Regions from separate parts of the Ovis aries genome. Here regions 1 and 2 are each linked to region 3. Evidence: chromatin contacts called from public Hi-C data. All regions are on one chromosome and are shown on one strand. Each heading gives the region's core, a stretch centred on a gene start, on an enhancer-like site or on the middle of the called end of the contact. The rest is flanking DNA. Distances are from core to core; before and after follow the strand shown. Region 1 has its middle 16 kb from the start of LSM3. Region 2 has its middle 58 kb from the start of LSM3. Region 3 overlaps SLC6A6 (solute carrier family 6 member 6).

Region 1 (2,859 bases), core at 220-2,719, 200 kb before region 3:
CATCAGATAAGCCCGCTTCACATCCCAGCTGTGCCACGGACCAGCTGGGCCAGTTACTCACAGCCTAACGTCAGCCTGTAAGGGCTGGGAAGCGTTTCTTTAAGAAGCCAGGACAGATCTCAGAACGTCACTGACACATCGCGGACCTTGGGTTTGGATGTCATGAAGGGGAGGCAGTCCTGGGAGGCCCATTCAGTTTGCTCAGGTCACTCACTCACTGTATTCCAACTATCCCCACTTTTTTTTTTCCTCCCCAGATAGGTTTCACGAGGACCATGAATGTGAAAAAATTTAACTCAATTAAAATTTATTCTCAAACGAGCTCTCGGTGCCAGGCTCTGTCAGTGGGGCACTGACCACAAACTGCCCAGCGCCGGTGCTGTGCAGGACGCGGCGGGCGGGGTGCGGGGCTGAGCCGATGGTGGCGGAAGCGGGTCCGGTCTGAGCTGTCCTCTGAGCAGCAGCAAGGGGCAAGGGGCGTGAGTCCAGGCCCCTGGGAGCTCCGAGGCGGGAGCCGTTTTCGCCCGGTCAGGGGTCTGCAGGGAGGCCAGTGACTGGAGGAGCGAGGCCGCACACGGGCCCTGGCGTTAGTGACGTGGAGTCTGCTCGGCCCCTCCTGGTCGCACGCAGACTTTTTCCTCCCTGCCTCCTTTCCTCTCCCCTTTCTCGGGTGCCCAGCACGTGTTTGTCGGTGGCTGCCCGCGCATCCTGGCTCAGCGTGGTTTCGGTGCTCCGTAAGCCCGGCTTTCCCCGCGTGGCCTGGTGAGGGCAGGGGAGCGACCAACGTGCAAGACCGGCGCGTGCGCGGCCCCAGTCCGTGACTGCACGGGGATCCGGGGCACCGCGGGCATCGCACACCCGCGGGTGAGGCAGGCCCCGGCGCTGTGCCCCCGGCGCTGCCCCCGCAGAGCGCCCACCCGCCTCAGAGGGCGGGGGTCTCCCCTGGGGGGGTCGGCTGCGAGGAGCAGCGTCTGCAACCAGCTCTCGCGTCCGCGTCGGGCGAGTTCCGGCGAAAGGGCCTGCGCGTCCCGCTTCCGGCCTCAGCGCCTCGCCTGCAGGGAGGGCCGAGGAGGGCCGCACCCGGGCTCGCGCTCCGCCCGGCTTCCGGCCCCGGGCTCGCCCCACGGCCGCGTCCGCTGGCGGCAGCAGGTGGCGCTGCGCTCCGTGCCTTTCTGCCGCCCATTTATTTCCTTAAACCCGGACAGCGTGCGGAGCTCCAGCCTAACAGTATCTGTCGCTACCAGGAGCAAAGAAGGAAAGAAAATCGCGAGCTGTTCAGGCCCCAGGGAGCAAGTCGTCGGGTGAAACGCCCTGCGTGCCCACATACTGCTGAGTTAAAACGAGACCCATCGCCGGCCCGGCCACATCCCAGACAAGATGCCTCGGGTCAGCACTGTCCTGTGCGCGCCTGTAGTTGGCGGGCGGTGGAGCGCCCTCGTCGGGATTTGAGTCAGGAGGCTGCCACCGTTGAGGGGATGTTTTCACCTCGCGGCCTCAGGGCCTTCAGCTGTGCACTGTCCTTTCAGCTTAAGCTCTGTGTGTTGCCGGAAGGCCTGCGGTCATTCTGTTACTGATTGGCAGAGCCTCGGCTTGGAGTTCTTGAAAAAACTCCTGGTGATGGTATTTGCAAGCCAGCAGTGTGTGCTCCACGAAGAGGAGAGATTTGGAGCCCAGAGGCCTTGTGTTTGTTTGCCAGCACGACTGCTTAGTGGCCCAGCCTCTGAGCCTCAGTTTGCTCCTCCCTGACCTGAGGGTGGTAGCTGCGCTCAGGAGGCTGAGCCTTCAGTGACGTTCGCGCAGGATCTGGCTTAGGGCCGGCGTGCAGTGGAGTTCAGAGTATCTCTTGTTTTCCTAATTAAACCAGTGGTTCCATGCCATGTGCTCCCTGACTCCTGACTGTCAGGCCTCTGTATTCCTCCAGAGTACAAAAGACCACTTGTGAACACTCCTCTGTCTTGTAATAAGGATCAGAGCTCTTCTTTATGAGGTCATAGTTTCTACCTGGCTGACTCTATTATAACAGTATTTAAAAAGTAATCATCACATTGACATCTGCCGTGGTTTTTCCTTTAAGACTTTCCCAGGCTGAGGACTGCTAGCAAGTGGGTTGGATAAAAGTGAATCGATGCGGATTTGGAAGTCAGATGAAGGGCAGGGGGCTTCCCCTGTGCAGAGTTTCGACCCCCCTCCCTCCTTGCTTCAAGGCGGTGTTTCTCTCATACAACTTTAGGATCCAGGGGAAACGGGTGGAACTAGCTCTTTGAACAAGGTCACCCAACAGCATCACGAGGTGATGACGTCACTGTCAGCTCTTGCCCAGGAAAAACCTAGGGCTCAAATAACAAGGAGAGGACAGGTCATCTCCATGGCAGGTTGGCAGAGCTGGTTGCAGGCCACCATCAAACATCAGGCCCGGAGTGTTGTTAAAATGACCCGGGGCCACGCCTGCCTCTGCTCAGTCTGCCCTGGGTGGCCTTGCTGCCCTTGCTTCCTCAGGACAACTGAATATCACCAACGGGTGGCTTTTTTGGTTGTTCTCTTTCCTAGAAGAAAGGTTACCAAGTGCCAGAATCAAAATAGAATGTGGATGGTGTCCCAGGAATCCTGTGCAATCCAAGCACACTCACATTGTCCCCTCCGGCCTGGAGGGGACGGAGCAGATAAGCGAAATCGCAAAGTTATTATCGCTCTGTTGGAAGTGACATCACGGAAGGCCTCTGGTCAGCCTCTCTCTCCCAGCTGGTCATGTTTCCGCCAGGCTATGTGTCAAAGTGAATCCTAGTTTTAGCGCCCTAGAGGGACACTGGTGCAAAATCCCTTACCTAAGGAATCCTTTTGTTAAAATGAGCAGTTATGCCC
Region 2 (2,700 bases), core at 64-2,563, 160 kb before region 3:
GTCTTCCACTCCGGTTTCTCCTGCGCAGGTTCACTCTCAGGCTTTCCCTTTGCTCTGGCAAGGGAGGTCTGGCTCCAGTGGAAAGGCAACACCCTCTTCAACAGAGGAGGCAAAAAAGGGCAAAAATCCCAGGAGAGGCTCTCATTGGCTCAGACCGATTCATAACGCCCGTATTGCGAATCGGCCTCACTGCGAACACGGAGAATGTGGGAAGGGTGAATCCTGAGAGGGAGAGAGGATTTGCTACCAGAATTAAATGTGCCACATCTGTGCTCCCACGTTTTCCTTTCTGGAATGTTGTGCTCTTTCCCATGATTAATGTGTCCATCCTTCTGATCCTCACCTACCTAGAAACCCAGACTTCCAGACGCACCGGCCTCTCCCTTCTTTAAATGCAGCGTGTGCCAGTAATTACACTTGACTTTGTTTTAAAATGTTTATAATTTGACTTTCTTCTCATTATAGCACAATACCACTTGCTCCCCCCAAATAAATCAGGAAATGCAAAGATGAAGTTCCATTACCTCTGGGGAGGGAACACTGTGCCCAGGCCTGGACTTTGAGGTGACGTTTCAGACGGGAGAGGGGCAGAGCCAGGCGTGTTTGAGGGCCGGGGACCAGCACATGCGAAGCCACAGGGGCTGGAGGAAGTGACAGCAGCTCAGCAGGTAGGGGTGGAGTGCGAGGGCCGGGGCTCTGAGAGCAGGCCGGCAGAGGGGGGCAGGAGCCTGCTGGGGGATTTTATGGGAGGCGGCGTGCTCTGGCTGGCATTCGGCATCGCTCTCTTGGCTGAGGTGAAGGCAGAGGTGATGCTGGCTCTGCCCAAGGTGGTAGCCGTGGAGATGGAGAGGAGCAAGGCAATTGGAGCCGGGGGAGAGGTGGGGGAGAGGCCTGAGTGAGTGCTGGGTTCTGGCTCAAGCCGCGGTGTGGATGGGGAAGATGTACCAGCCATTCTCTCCTGGAGGGACCCGAGGTGGGTTTGCACTCGTGTCTGCATAAGCTGCGTGGGGCTGCTTTGATGGGGGCTCCTTCCCCTCTCTGCTGAGCATCCCTCCGTATCCATAGCACATCTTCATGGCACCCTTGGCAGCGCCCGCACGGTGAGTTTTAACCAGTGCTCCGTGGATGGGTACTGAAGTTGTTTCTGTCCTGCCCGTTTAGTATCTGACCAGCGGCCAGCTTGCTCTGCGTCTCCGTTATCCGCCCCCGTGTCTCATCTTCAGTTCTCTCAAGTCAAGGAGCTGACCCCTCCTGGCTCTTCTCCTCAGCGGCTTGCATTTTGGCCACTAGACGGCGTGATTGCATAGCATTCCCGGGAGGCTCCAGCCCCGACTCCAGTCTCAGGGCTGAGAGCTCAGAAGGGCACCCAACCTCCCAGCTCTGACCTCCACCCGCAGCGGGACTGCCCGGCCTTGCGCCGAGACCCCTGTATGGGTGGACCTCGTGTTCTCAGTGCCCACAGAATTGCCCTAGGGGGCAGCGATCTGCTGCCCGCTTGCAAGTGGGTGTTTCCACGCTTCCTTCCCTGCAGGAATGAGGGGTTGGCACTTTGCGCAGCGGCTTCTGAAATGTGGTATCCAAATTGCCGGTGGTGCCTGGGGTGGTTTGAGGGGGTGCCAGGATCTACATTACCAAAGCTTCTTTGGTATGTTTTTAGAAAAGTAGCAGTTCGTACATCAAATCCACGATTTCACAGAAACCATCATTATTTAGAATGAGGTGAAATTAAAAGAAAAAGGTTTGAATTTTAGTTTTATTTAGGTTTAAAGAAAAATCACAGTATGGGTCGCATACAAATAAGTCACTGACTTCACTGCATTTACGAGGTTCCAGCTATGAGTCTAGATGAGACAGGACATTGGCCACATAAAATCTTACGAGGACGGAGTGTAAAGGCTTAGACCCTGGAGGACGAGTCTTAAACCCTTGGAGCCTAGAACTGGAATCTCTGAACCACAGTATCTTTGTGTGATTTTCAAAAATACCATGGAAAGACAATATTTAATAAAGAATCCTTAGAATTCTTGGAGTCCATGAGAATCCTGGGAGATTAGACTTAGGGGATTCTGAACGCCCAGGACCCTTGTGTGAAGGGGCTGCCTCGGGAAATGGCAGAGTCAAAAGGGACCCTCGGGGACGTGCAGGGAGCCTGCTGAATGGCAGCCGTGGAGGCTCGAAGCCCACCTGAGCCTCACCCTCCCTGGTCCCTCAGTCCCCCTGTACCCCGCGGCGCTCAGGGCTTCCAACAGGTTTCTTCAGGAAGATCCCCTGCAGGAGGGCGTGGCAACCCACTCCAGAGGAGCCTGGCGGGCTACAGTCCATGGGGTCACGGAGTCAGACACGACTGAGCATGTCTCATATTCAGAGGCAAACGAGCAATCTGTGTCCCCCCCGCCCCTCCCGCGGCGAGTCACGTGTCCTTCCCGCAGAATGCTGCAGTCTCCAGGGCGGTGCTGATGGTGGGATCTGAGGCAGTGTGGCCCGTCGGTGAGGACAGTGTCTGGAGGGCCCAGTGTCTTTGGATGTCCTTCAAATCCCTGCCTACTTAGAGCCCCGAGTTTGCTCTTTGTTCTCACCTGGAAATGAGGTACCTGGATTGGGGATGGCAGAGATTGGGAACCCAGGGAAGGCACCTTGCTGTTGTGTCCTTCCTGATCTCAGTGTTCAGATATCCACCTGGAGATGAAACTCAGTACCTTC
Region 3 (2,700 bases), core at 134-2,633:
GTTGTCTGAAAATGATATAGTTTTCTTAATGTATTTTAGAAAAAAATATATATAGTTAGCACATCAAACCTGTTATTGCCCAGAGTGGGGGAAAAAAAAGGCATATAGGAAGCTTGAAGTAGTTACTCAAGTGAGCAGGTGAGTAGATAGAGTGAAACATATGTATCAGTTAGCGTTTGCTGTGTAACACCCATCCCCAAATTGGAGCAGCCATTTGTTTGACTCATGGTCCTGCTACTTGGCAGTTGGGACAAAGCTTGGCTGGGCAGTTCTTCTGGGCTTTGCTGGGCTCCCCCCATTAGGTCAGCTGTATGGCATTGGGGTCACTCTTTTGGAGACTGGCTGGCTCCTGGCTGGGGTGCCATAGGCAGCTGGTCTCTATAGTCTCATCACCCTGCAGGCTAGCCTGGGCTTGTTCCGAGGCAGCTCAGCATCCCAAAACAACACACGGGAAAGCCCCAGTGTGAGAGCACTTTTCCAGCTTTTGCTGGTACCATTTTTGTTAAGGTCCCGTTGGCCGAAAAGAGGCCTGAGACTCAAGAGGCAAGAGGTGGGGGAATAGGCTCCGTCTCGTTAGGAGAGGAAGGAGAATTACGGGCATGTTTTGAAGTTGCCCACGCTATAGCCAGTGAGATGCGTACACACGGCCAGTCCTGGGGAGGGCGGACCACGGAGGCCTGCAGTCGGGTAGCTCTTCGCTGACGTACAGGGTCGTCCTTCTAACCCAGTGCTGGGAGCCCATCAAAAACGGATGAGTGCCTTGCTTTCCCTGCTCTCCACAAGCTGTTAAACGGGTGCTCAGCAGCCCCTCCAACCCTGGAAGGAGCAGGCAAGGCCCCGCGTGGGGTGAGAGCCAGGGCAGGGAACGGTGTTAAGGGACGGCCTTGTCGCCGCCAGACAAGACTCCCTCTCCTTCGTGTGTGGATTTGCTGCGTCGAGGAGCCTCTCCCCCTCTTAGAATCTGGCCCCGGCACTGGCCCACAGAAGAGGGAGCTAAGCGCTGGCTGTTCCCAGCCTATCATCAGGGCCGGTGGGGGGCGGAACTCAGGCTGGAAAGGGCCACTCGGCCACTCCCCCAGGTAATCCACGTCTCCCTCCTGACCTCAGGCCTTCAGGATGTGCTCACCTCCCGAGGCTCCTGCAAATGGGTTCTTTCCTCAGAGGTGTTTTCCGCTTGCAGACAAAGACCTTTACAGGCACAACCCCCCGCCATCCCTGGACAGCTGAGTTGGCAGACAAAGAAATGCAGGCATTTCTTTCTTCTCACTTGAATGGGGCCAGAGTTCCAGGGCCCTGTCCGTTCTCTGCTGTGCCTGGCACAGCCTGACCACCCAGGGCCTGCCCCACCCAGGATGCCGGCACTCCACCCAGCCCCTCTGGTGCCCGCCAGGGCCTCACTGCCTCGGGCGCAGGTTGGCCGCCTGGGAGGGGGCCGCCGCTCTGCCAGTGCTGGCTGGGGCTGGTGCCTCTTCCTCTCTGAGCCTCAGCGTCCTGAGCTGTACTTGGGGAGGTCGTAATCCTGCCCTCCCAGGGCGGTAGGACACCCCCCACCCCCCACCAACAGAATGTGACCCTGCATGACCATCCCTGTCTACTTAGTGTCCCCGTTGTGGATGAAACTGCCCCCTGCCCAGGGACACCTGAGGCTCAACTTCGGGGGCACTAAGAATGGCCCCTTCCTGATGCCCGTGTGACCCCCCCCCCATCACAGAGGGGCTGTCCCCTCTGTCTCAGGCCTGAGCCCTCGTGATCCGTGAGGTCCTCTCCCGTGCCTTCTCCCGTGCCTGTCCCCCAGCCTGGGCCCTGCTGGGGGACTCCAGGGCTCCCGCCTTCCAGAACCCCCATCCTGAGCACCCCAGCTCCCTTCCCTGGCCCGCATGGTCCACAGAGAGCAGCTCCGTCCAGAGACTGCCCACCGCCCACCCGGCCTCCCCACCCCACCAGCCTTTGCAGCCTCCCATGGGCCCTGGCTGAATGTCCACGGATACCCTGGGGAAGACTGTAGTCCCTGGAGGAGGAGGCTTGGCCGAGAGGACCTGCCTGCCACCGGAGGGGCCGAGGCTGCCTGCCTTCAAAGGCCTCCCCTTCTCTTGGGTGTGAAGAGGGCGAAGCAGAGAGAATCGTCCCAGGGACTTGCTCTCGGCATTTCATCCCCTCTTCATGGAGGCCGTTTATGGAGGGAACACATCTAGGAGTCGTCCTCAGCTCCTCTCAGCTTCAGCCTCAGACCCCACCCCTGTCTGGTCCCCTAAGCTCTCTGTGTAGAGTATAACCAGATGGCCGTCCTCCCCACCCCCGGAAGACCCCCGTCTCCCCCAACCTCACCCTGTTACAGGTGCGTCTCTGCAGTCAGCTGTGAAGCCAGACACGTCATCTCTCAGTTTGGAAGCCTCTCCTGGCTTTTCCGTGCTTGTAGGCTTGCCCCAGCCAGGGAGGGTTAGGGTTAGCCTGGGGCAGCACATCACTCCCTCTCTCTGGCCTCGTTTCCCTGTCAGCAAACAGAGGGGCCAGGTGAGCTGGGCTTTGGGGGATGAGTAGGAGTTCACTAGGCCAGAAAAAGAGGGAAAGACAGCCTAGACAGAAGGAACAGCCATGCTGAGGCGTGGCGGTCGTAAAGCTCACGAGTGGCAGCACGTCCTTGCTTTGGCCCACGCGTAGGACGTGCGGAGCCAGGGAGAAGGGTGGAGCCTTGGATGCTAG

The links. Hi-C and Micro-C count contacts between places; a contact is called where the count stands out from the background.
Region 1: a Hi-C map of hypothalamus shows a contact between it and region 3, with 3 times the contacts expected there. The contact joins two enhancer-like sites. A contact is called at or near these places in 10 of 16 Hi-C or Micro-C datasets (blood, hypothalamus, liver and 5 more).
Region 2: a contact with region 3 is called in a Hi-C map of hypothalamus, with 4 times the contacts expected there. The contact joins two enhancer-like sites. A contact is called at or near these places in 12 of 16 Hi-C or Micro-C datasets (blood, hypothalamus, liver and 6 more).

What each region holds. Positions count from the first base shown.
Region 1 is chr19:57,946,876-57,949,734 of ARS-UI_Ramb_v3.0, reverse strand. No RefSeq gene overlaps it. Among named protein-coding and RNA genes, the nearest start is that of LSM3, 16 kb to the left of the region's middle. Within about 2 kb of position 1,469, at least 33 of the 54 cell types and tissues checked have an H3K27ac peak or open chromatin away from gene starts, as enhancers often do. A contact at or near this core is called in hypothalamus, where this site is marked.
Region 2 is chr19:57,904,959-57,907,658 of ARS-UI_Ramb_v3.0, reverse strand. No RefSeq gene overlaps it. Among named protein-coding and RNA genes, the nearest start is that of LSM3, 58 kb to the left of the region's middle. Within about 2 kb of position 1,313, at least 6 of the 54 cell types and tissues checked have an H3K27ac peak or open chromatin away from gene starts, as enhancers often do. A contact at or near this core is called in hypothalamus, where this site is marked.
Region 3 is chr19:57,747,069-57,749,768 of ARS-UI_Ramb_v3.0, reverse strand. The region is part of intron 4 of SLC6A6 (solute carrier family 6 member 6); the gene reads left to right. Among named protein-coding and RNA genes, the nearest start is that of SLC6A6, 49 kb to the left of the region's middle. Within about 2 kb of position 1,383, at least 4 of the 54 cell types and tissues checked have an H3K27ac peak or open chromatin away from gene starts, as enhancers often do. A contact at or near this core is called in hypothalamus, where this site is marked.